Linked DNA regions of Danio rerio: region 1 is linked to region 2. The links are chromatin contacts, called in public Micro-C maps. All regions are on one chromosome and are shown on one strand. The core of a region is the stretch at or near the end of the contact, and the rest is flanking DNA. Distances in the headings are between cores, read along the strand shown. Region 1 holds the start of wtip (WT1 interacting protein). Region 2 overlaps wtip (WT1 interacting protein).

What was found. A called contact is a pair of places that touch in the nucleus more often than the background predicts.
Region 1: a contact with region 2 is called in a Micro-C map of caudal fin, with 5 times the contacts expected there. The contact joins the promoter of wtip here to the enhancer-like site in region 2. A contact is called at or near these places in 4 of 18 Hi-C or Micro-C datasets (caudal fin and embryo) and 3 of 4 datasets of contacts at active chromatin or transcription factors (embryo, gastrula embryo and pancreas).

What each region holds. Positions count from the first base shown.
Region 1 is chr18:2,809,704-2,814,883 of GRCz12tu, forward strand. wtip (WT1 interacting protein) reads right to left here and starts at 3,243. Exons shown (of 8, transcript NM_001123278.2): 1 at 1,935-3,243. The coding sequence starts at 3,243.
Region 2 is chr18:2,765,575-2,770,771 of GRCz12tu, forward strand. All of the region lies in intron 3 of wtip (WT1 interacting protein), which reads right to left. Among named protein-coding and RNA genes, the nearest start is that of wtip, 45 kb to the right of the region's middle. Within about 2 kb of position 3,182, at least 9 of the 62 cell types and tissues checked have an H3K27ac peak or open chromatin away from gene starts, as enhancers often do.

The sequences.
Region 1 (5,180 bases), core at 1,993-4,492, 44 kb after region 2:
TATTTTTAGCCGCGGGCGGCTGTCTCGGTCTTTAAGGGTTAAAACCGTTGATATGCAATTGTTCATGGCATGATAATCGTGCACGTTCAAATTGTGGTAGACCGTCATACCGGTATATTGTTACAACCCTACCCACAGTTAAATTTGTCACGGTAAATGAATCGTAAAGGTTTCTCAACACTGTGTTTCTGCATGGAACAAAACTGCTGCAACTTTAAGTTATGCCAACTGTGCACTAGTTTAAAGTTTCGAGCTTGTAAACAATATGCACGCACATTAGATCGAAGACTGATTTTAACTATGGCTGAGGAGGTTTTTAACTAAGGGCCATTCACATATTTACGCGCACAAGTTCGTTATTTCCAATGGAGGCACGTGGTTTGCATGCATATTAGTGCCGTTTAACCAGGGGTTCAGCAGTATTTGACTACATTTGTTCTATTTAAAAGGGAAATACTTAAATAATAAGATGCTTAGATGACATTAGACAAAACTTTTTATTTATTTATTTATTTTTGTTCTGTCATTTATTTTCAGTGTAAAATGATTACTTATGTTTAAATGCCAAAAGCATTTTTCACTTATTTTTAAGTCCAAAGATAAATGGATTATATTGTTTGTTCTTTATTGTTATTTTTGCTGTATTAATTGATTACTGTTAATACTTTAAAATATAAGAAGTTTTCATGTGATTTTCTAAACAAGTAGTATTTTGAAGTAAATGAATGCATAATAATCGTGAAAATCGTGATTATTCCTCAGATTATAATCGTACAACCAAAATCTCTAATCGTTGCATCCCTAGCCATGACAAGGTTAATAAATCATTAGTCCTCAAGAGCCATGAAAGAGTAAATACTAAGCATTAAATTGCACTAATGAAACAGAATGACCATGTGTCAGCATGCCTTGTGAGATGTTCATTTTTTGGGAATTTGGCATCTTCAGCATACAACCTCAGGGTAAAACAAAGTCTGGATTAATGATGATTTTACCTCAATTATTTACCTTCTCAAAGATCATCATCAGTGTCAGACATATAAAGTGCTCAAGTACAAACCCTCCTGTCCTGAAAGCACACTGATTCATTGACAAAACATGATTTACACCTGTTTTCCCACACCCTAATGACTCTTTAATGAGTTCAACACAAAGGCTGCTCTGTGCTGGCTCTGGTGCAGGCTGTTTGCATGTGTCAAGGTGTGATTATGACTTTCCAACCAAAAATTCAGGATGTTTATTTAAAATAAAGTTTAACACTAAAGCAAAATGATAAAAACAATGATATCCAGAGCTTTTCCAGAGTTATGGATGTGACATTTGCAGACACATAAACTCACAGAGAATGTATGTGTTAAAATATATTGAAATATCTGTTTATATTTTCCCAAAGAACTAACCACAGACAAAGTATCAGACAAATATAAGTCTGTAAACGTGTTTTAAATGTTAATTGAGGAAAATAAACGTGTTTTAGGGATGTAACACTACACAACATACGTTTTGTACGTCATAATTATGTATACTAGCAAATTTTGTTAATTAAACTGTGTAAACCAAAATAAATAATACTGATAAAATAGCTGTGTTATCTCTGTAAAACAAATCATATTTATTTAATTTTAAATATATTTATTTAATTTTACGTTTATGAATAAAAGGCTTAGTTATTTATGTGTGCCATCTCTCCATTATGGATGTGACAGATGTGAAACGGGCACTTGAGTGACTTAGGTAAATCAAACTGTTTAACAACGACAATTTTGAGCTTTTTTTACAGTATTGTACAATACAAGCCTTCACAAACAGCTTAGAAAAGGGTTTCACTATTTAGTTGAAAACTATTTCCTTCATGGCAAGGTTGACATTTGGAACTTTTGATGTGTATTAAAATTATTAGCAGTAAATAAATAAATCACCCTGTATCTACTCACCAAAATATTCCTTTTTCATGTGTATCTCGAGCTCTTTCTCCAACTCCAAGGTGAGGGCCTCCAGGCGCCGCTCCGCCTGACTGGGGCCGCTGTCCCGAGATGGAGTGACCTGGTACGGCAGCTTGAAGCGCTGTCCCCCGGCGCCCGCCTTGCAGTAGTTAAACCCAATGTTGACTTCTGAATTCTGCTGCTGAGGCTCCTCCAGCACGGGGAACGTCTGCAGGTGGACGCGGTTGTTATGAAGGCCGTTTGGCTCGGTGAAGTCCTGCAGCAGCGCGTCCTCTGGCAAACCGGGTCCCAGCATGGGCAGCTGGAGCTCGGGATACGCGCTCATGGATCCCCTGGAGCTTCGCGAGCTCCTGGAGCTGTGGCTGGAGATGCTGGAGCGGGGACTGACCACGCAGTTAGCCGCCACCGCGGGTTGGCTGCAAATGCTGGACCGAGGGCTGGCCATGGGGATGCCGTGCACCGCGGCGCTCTCTGGGTCATGGCCCCCGGCCGGCGTGAAGCGCGAGTCGGAGTAGCTGGAGCGCGGGCTGGTGGTGCTCGACCTCGGGCTGATGTGCCGCTGGTCGTAGCCCATGCTGATTCCGCTGGTTCGGTTGCTGCTCGGTTTGCTGCCGCAGTCATAGCTGTTGAGGCTGGTTCTGGGGCTGGAGTGTTTGCTGGTGTCGCTGGCCGTGCTGGCGTAGCTCGAGCGCGGGCTGATCACGCTGGTCCCCTCGCCCTGTCCGGGAGACACCAGGCTGGAACGCGGGCTGCTGATGCTCGACCTCGGGCTCGTGTGTTTGCTCTGATCCTGCGATGAGTGCGATGAAGCCAGGCTGGAGCGAGGGCTTGTGGCCGTGTATCTGCCGTCAGGGCTGCTCATACACAGGCTGTTGCTCCTCGCGCCCGAAACGGCCACCTGTTTCCCCAAAACGAGCCCGTCATACGCGCAGCCGGTGCTGTACCGGTGTCCCTGCACCTCCGCGTGCGTGTATCTCCTGAGACGGTCCGACGCGCCGCTGTAACACGGCAAGGCAACTTCGGATTTGGTGCAGTACACATCGGGATCTGGATAAACCGCTTCCCTCTGCGGAGAGCAGAAATCCAGAGGCACTGAGGCTCGGTTTCCGTTGACGGAGCGCACGGGAGCCGCGCTGTAGACTTTGTTCCCGGGCGTAGAAGAGCTGCCATTCATTCGCTTAGTTTTCTCCATATCGGGGTTCGGTTCTCCGTACATCCCATCTTGATAAACGTCATATATTGAGAGGGTTTCCATCAGTTTGCTCGCTCTGCGCCCCGGATCCTCGTCGTATTCATCCATGTCGGACCGTGAGGCGAGTTGAGGGAACGGGGGAGCGAACGGAGCACTAGTCAACTACAGCACAAACTGCATTTTTACACGGAAAAACGCCGCCTCAGGCGAGCCATCGTAGCCTGTTCGCGATTACTTAGTCCTTCGCAGTCATTTCGTCACGATTCATGATCCCCGCCTGTCGATTTGTGGCGATACAGCCGTCGTGACAAAGTTTCCACACAAGAGACCGTTTGTCAATTTCAGTTTTTGTAAAGTTGAAAGGTCTTTACAGTCAATGGCGCGCTGCGCGGAGGAATTTTCTCGCTTTGATTTTCCGTGATTGCCCTCGAGAACTCATTTGCAGCAATTTTAAAGAACGTAAAATTCCCCTCTGATGATATCACGACGATTGAAACGTTTGCTGAGTGTGTGAATTGACGACGACGCATTTAGCCAACATTACATTCGGCCCTAGTTTGTGCGAGAGGAATGCGCGGAGGGAGACCGTGTGTGCTGCGGCGCTCTGGAATGTGGTTAATGCCGGAGCGAAACAATGATAGAGAGCAACTCAGCAAGGGGGAGCAGAGTCCTGAAAAAAAGTCCTTTGGAGAGCCTATGTGTGTCCACTTTCATCCAGCGGGCCAGATTAAAGATTTAACCACACAGACCAGCCCACAGAAAATAATTAAAAACTCAACTGAACATCTCTAAACTTTAAACAAGCAGTGAGTGTGTGCAATTGAGCTGCTTAATATAAATGAATATTAAGGAAACTATCTTAAAAGTATTTATATTTGTGGTTTATTAAACATCCACCTATGCTGTGTAGCGCAGGTAACTCCAAAACAACAGCACATCTATCTACCATACACTGGATGTTAGCACTGAATCTGGGGGAAGGGCAGATCCCAAACATTTCATTCATGTGCGAAAGCTATTGTCACCAACTTGCATATATTCTTTCAACACAAAATACAGTGGCTTGTATTTCGACACTCAAGCCACGATTAAATGTCAGTGAGCACACTTTCAAAGCAAGCAGCGCTATTTATTGTAAATAGAGCTCAAACTCATGTTTTTAAGTGAACTGTTTGACAAAATGACGTGTGTTTGGTTTGGACTGATCAAACAATAGATGTAGTGTTGAAAATGAAGACTTTTCTTGTATACTGAAACATGCTGATGAGTTACACCTGAACAACTGTGAACTTAAGAACAGCCTGTTGATATTTTGTCTACACCTTGAAATTCATACGCTGAATAAATCCTCCCAATGTAATAAATCTGTGGGATAACAGTGTGTGTGTGTGTGTGTGTGTGTGTGTGAATGTGTTTTTGTGACACATCAGGACATCGTGACGTGTATTACACAGGTATAACAGCAGAAGGTGAATTATGAGGACATCTAGGACATTATAGGGACAAAATTTTCAGAAATTCAAATGTACAGTATCTTGTGAGGGATGGGTTTAGGTATATAAATAGAAAATACAGTTTGCACAGTATAAAAACAATGGGAACCTATGATGTGTCCCCACAAATTCACAAAAACAAATGTGTGCGTGTGTATGAGTGAAAAAACACTTTCAGTTCCAAGAGTACAGTTTTAATTTCTATGCATTTACATTAATATGCATGCATGAGTTTCTTTGAATGAAACAATTAAAAAATATATTAATATTTTATTTGGTGCACTTTTTCTATTACTAGTCAGATATAAGCATTGATAAGGACTGGTATTGCAGACATCAATATTTTCTTGATTTACCTGAAGCTCAAGATGCTTTTTGAATGTCAAGTGTACTGTTAAAGTCAGCATGAACTGGAAGTTGTAGACTTTAATTTCATTTTGATGAAGTATTTGATCTGAAATTGAATATTTAACAGGGGGCAAAGAAACATCTTTCACTCACAGCGAACTGAAGGTGGAGACGCAAGTATATTTTGCTCAATCAGTCAAACTG
Region 2 (5,197 bases), core at 1,932-4,431:
ATAGTTAAAGGCACAGTTATTAGTATTACTACATTTGTATTTCTTCTCAAATATTTCCCAAGTGTTTAACAGAGGGATATTTTTCAACACATTTTAAAACATAATAGTTTTACTACTATATGATGACCGCATATAATGTTTCACTAGATATTTTGGAAGATACTAGTATTTTTGAGTACACATTTAAAGGCTTAACTAGGTTAGTTAGGGCGATGAGGCAAGCCACTGTATAACAGTGGTTTATTTAGAGGTCAATAATATCATATATATATATATATATATATATATATATATATATATATAATTCTTATAGGGGATTTTAATATTAGCCTTAATTTTGGCCAATTTAAAATTGGCCTTTTATTCCAGCCTAACTAAAAGAAATAAGACTTTCTGTAGAATAAAATAAATATATATACAATTAAAAATACTGTAAAAATCTCCTAGCTGTTAAACATCACTATATGAAAAAAAATAAATAAATTATTTCACAAAATGGAGATTAGTTTTGCCCTCAACTGTACACTGCATTGAAAATACACATTTTATCAATTCTTACTTTCACTAAGGACCAAACCCACTACCTTGGCATTACATTTGCAATAAATTTCACCTGTAGTATAAAATATTAAGATAAAAATAAGAATTACAAAAAAAATTACAAAAGCGGTTTCTATAAACAGTTGAAGTCAGAATTATTAGCCCCCTCTTTATTTTTTCCCCCTTTTAAGATTTTTTTCAACGCGTTTCTAATCATAATAGTTTTATTAACTCATTTCTAATAACTGATTTATTTTGTCTTTGCCATGATGACAGTAAATAATATTAGACTACATACTCTTCAAGACACTTCTATATAGTTTAAAGTGACATTTAAAGGCTTAACTAGGGTAATTAGGTTAACTAGGCAGGTTAGGGTAATTAGGCAAGATATTGTATAACGATGGTTTGTTCTGTAGATTATCGAGAAAAAAAAATTGCTTAAAGAGGCTAATAATTTTAACCTTAAAATTGTGTTTAAAAAATTAAAAACTGCTTTTATTCTAGCCGAAATAAAACAAATAAGACTTTCTCTAGAAGAAAAAAATTTTATCAGACATACTGTGTAAATTTCCTTGCTCTGTTAAACATCATTTGGGAAATATTTAAAAAGGAAAAAAACTTGAAAGGGGGCTAATAATTCTGATTTCAACTGTATATACTACTGGTCAAAAGTTTGAGGTCAGTTTTTTTAATTATTAACTTAGTTTAATCATTTGTTTAAAATTATTCTGTTCATCAAGGCGGCATTTATTAAATGTAAAAAAATTATGCTGTTTAATACTTATTTATTAAATATTTATTTATGACTTATTGTATGTAGTTTCAAATGAAATTATTACTTCAGTCATTATTGGTTATATAACTATTACCATTAATAATGATGATAATAATATTAATGGGTGGCATGGTGGCGAAGTGGGTAGAACTGTCGCCTCACAGCAAGAAGCTTGCTGGTTTGAGCCTCAGCTGGATCAGTTGGCTTTTCTGTGTGGAGTTTACATGTTCTCCAGTGTTCATGTGGGTTTCCTCCACAAGTCCAAACACATGTGGTATAGGTGTATTGAATCATCTAAATTGTCTATAGTGTATGTGAGTGAATGAGAGTGTATGGGTTTGCCAGCGATGGGTTGTAGCTGGAAGGGCATCCGCTGCGTAAAACATATGCTGGATAAGTTGGCGGCTCATTCCACTGTGGCGACCCCTGATTGATAAAGGGACTAAGCTGAAAAGAAAATGAATGAATAATAATGATATTAATAATATATAATATTAGAGTGATTTCTGAAGGATCATGAGACTCTGAAGACTAAAGTAATGAAGCTGAAAACTCATCACTGGAATAAATGATTAAATTAAATTATAAACTACTTTTGAACAGTTATTTTATAGTCCAATAACATTTCACAATTTTACTATTTTTACTGTATTTTTGATGAAATAAATGCAGCCTTGGTGGGGAGGATAAGCTTATTATAAAACATTTAACAATCCTACTGACCCCAAACTTTTGACCAGTAGTGTGTTACAATGCTAAATACTGACTTAAAGTCTGGACTGTCTTGTTAAGGTTAACAACATAAAAAAAAAAAATCTGGATTTGTTGTCTGGTAATAATCATACTAATAATACTAATAATACCATAAAAATGTAATGCTTTTATTCTAGCCAAACTAACATATAATAATAAAATATAATGGAATATAGGTGACGCAGTGGCGCAGTAGGTAGTGCTGATGCATCACAGCAAGAAGGTCGCTGGTTAGAGCCTCAGCTCAGTTGGCGTTGCTGTATGGAGTTTGCATGTTCTCCCTGCATTCGCTTGGGTTTCCTCTGGGTGCTCCGGTTTCCCCCACAGTCCAAAGACATGCGGTACAGGTGAATTAGGTAGGCTAAACTGTCCATAGTGTATGAATGTGTGTGTGAATGAGTGTGTGTGGATGTTTCCCAGAGATGGGTTGCGGCTGGAAGGGCATCCACTGCGTAAAAAAAAAAAAAAAAACGTGCTGGATAAGTTGGCGGTTTATTCCGCTGTGGCAACCACGAATTAATAAAGGGACTAAGCCGACAAAAAAATGAATGAATGAATGAATGAATAATAGAATATGCTGTGCAAATTTCCTTGCTCTTATTAAAAATCAATTGGAAAATATTTGAAAAATAATTCAAATTTCACAGAATGGAGAATAATTGTGCATTTATCTGTACACAGCATTTAAAGTACACATTTTTAATCAACCCTGTGCCTTCCCTGGGAATCAAACCCACAACTTTAGTATTCATTAGCACCATGTTCTACTATTTGACCCACGGGTCTTAAATAAAGACTCCAGGTCCTGAATGGAGGACAGGTTGCAGGGCTCTTAAATCCAGAAACGCCCCTGAGGGGAGCCATCTGTCCCGGGACAGGGTTTTGATTTGGTTACTGGGGTGTGGAGGGTTTGGAGGAGTAAAGATCTCCTCAAACAGACACTCTACGGAAATGAGAGGCAAAGGCCACCGCAGATCCTGGCAATCTATTGTAGGAACCAAAGGCTTGATTTTAACGACGTGGATCTTTGCGTCCGCCTGAGGAACGCGGCTCATTCCTCAGCGGTGACATCATCGCTCTATTCAGCAGTGTGTGTGCTGCTGTTTGTGTATGTTGTGGGCCACCAGGTGGGGTCGGGAGGGACCGATCAATACTAGGAAACCCCCACAGACCCGTCAGACTGACCATCTGCTGGACCCCGACGGCCGGTTCCTCTGTCACTCACGTCAGCAGGAGTGTGGGTTGGGGTAGGGCTGAACAATATATTGTTTGAGCATTGATATCCTAATGTGTGTATCTGTAATAGTCACATCGCAGTTTATTATTATATTTTAAAGATTAAAAAATAAAGATATTAGTCAATATATAGAGTTTTGTCATTATTTGTTCAATGATTACAATGTCATTTTACATTACAAATAATCTAGTGAAATTTTATTTATATTGCAATAATTATTATGATTAAACAAATATTGCAATGTCAGCTTTTTCCAATATCATGCAGCCCTAGGTTGGGGTAAAAGAAATGGCTTATGGCCAATATTTTACTGTATTGTATTGTAATGTATTTAGTCCTGTCAAAAAAAGTTAACCACATCCAAAATATTTACGTAATATGTATGTAGTTACTGTGTATAGATATTGTGTATATATAAAAAATACAAAGCCAAAATATTTACATGTATATTTATATAAATTTTGAATTACATCTAATATTTAAATAAAAATAAACATTTTCCCACATACATATATATATATATATATATATATATATATATATATATATATATATATATATATATATATATATATATATATATATATATATATATATATATATATATATATAAATATATATATAATTTTTTTTTTCAGACATGCTTTCAGTTTCTCTGTCTCTTCGCGGCGAGTTTAGGCGAAGGAATGTTTATTAAGTAAAACTGGCCTCAGACGGTTTAGTTTAGTCTGCGTCAAACCTGCAGGAAAATATTAGGCTTTGCTAAAAGACAGGTTATTTTACCAACGATTAGGGTCAATAGTGGTAGCCTTGTACAGATATTAAAGAAAATCCTAATATTAAAAGCGGAAACAAGCTGGACCACAACAGATCAGACCAATGTCATAACCAATGCTCAAATAATGTAGCCTACAGTTTATAGCAAGCATCATGTTTTTAGTTAGATTGTGCCATCTATCATGTACAGTAGGCTTATAGGTCCGTTATTTTAACTAAAAAAGATATATTATTTGAGCACCAGAACTATAGAAACTGTATTATGTAAAAAAAAAAAAAAAACGTAACAGTATCGGAATCGGGTCTGTATCGATCGATACTCTGATTTTTGGTATTGCGATCAGATCGGTTGCAAAAAATGGTATCGGTGCACCCCTAATCCTATCATATATTTATTATAAAAATATAAGGTAACACTTTATAATAACTACACTGAATAATAAGACATATAAACGTTGATTTCAATAGTTTATTAATCCTTTACTAACTCATTCTGAATTACCCTAAAAATGGTTTGTAAATGATGCGATATTTAATTTAGTAATGAAAAAGAAATCATTACCTAAGTATGGAAGTACAATTATTAAGCACATTTAAAATATTTTCTTAAGAAAAGAGCATTTGTAGCTGCAGTTATAAACTGCTTACTAACCCTTATTAATGTAGACTTAATGCTTCACAGATAATGAATTCACTATTTGCTAATGCTTAATAAATGATTTAGAGTGTGTAGTTATTATAAAGTGTTACCAAATAGGATTGTAAATGACAATGTTTTTATTTTAAATTTGATTTGCGATAAATTTCACCAGCAATTTACATAACAAAACAAAACTTAAGATTAAAAATATTTTATACACTACAAAATGTAAATCTCAAAAAACATTTTAAGAGGTCTCATAATTTATAAACAAATGTAAGAGATAAGTATCTGAAAGTACAATTTTAAAAATGATAATTTAATTGATATATGCAATTGTAAAAATGCCATTAAATGAACAAAGCACCATAACATTGATATCTGCTTGTTAAGTCATGACGTTTGAAATACTGTTTCCATGTCTAAGCCGCTACTCATTTGAATTGAGAAAATATTAGTTTATTGCCATATT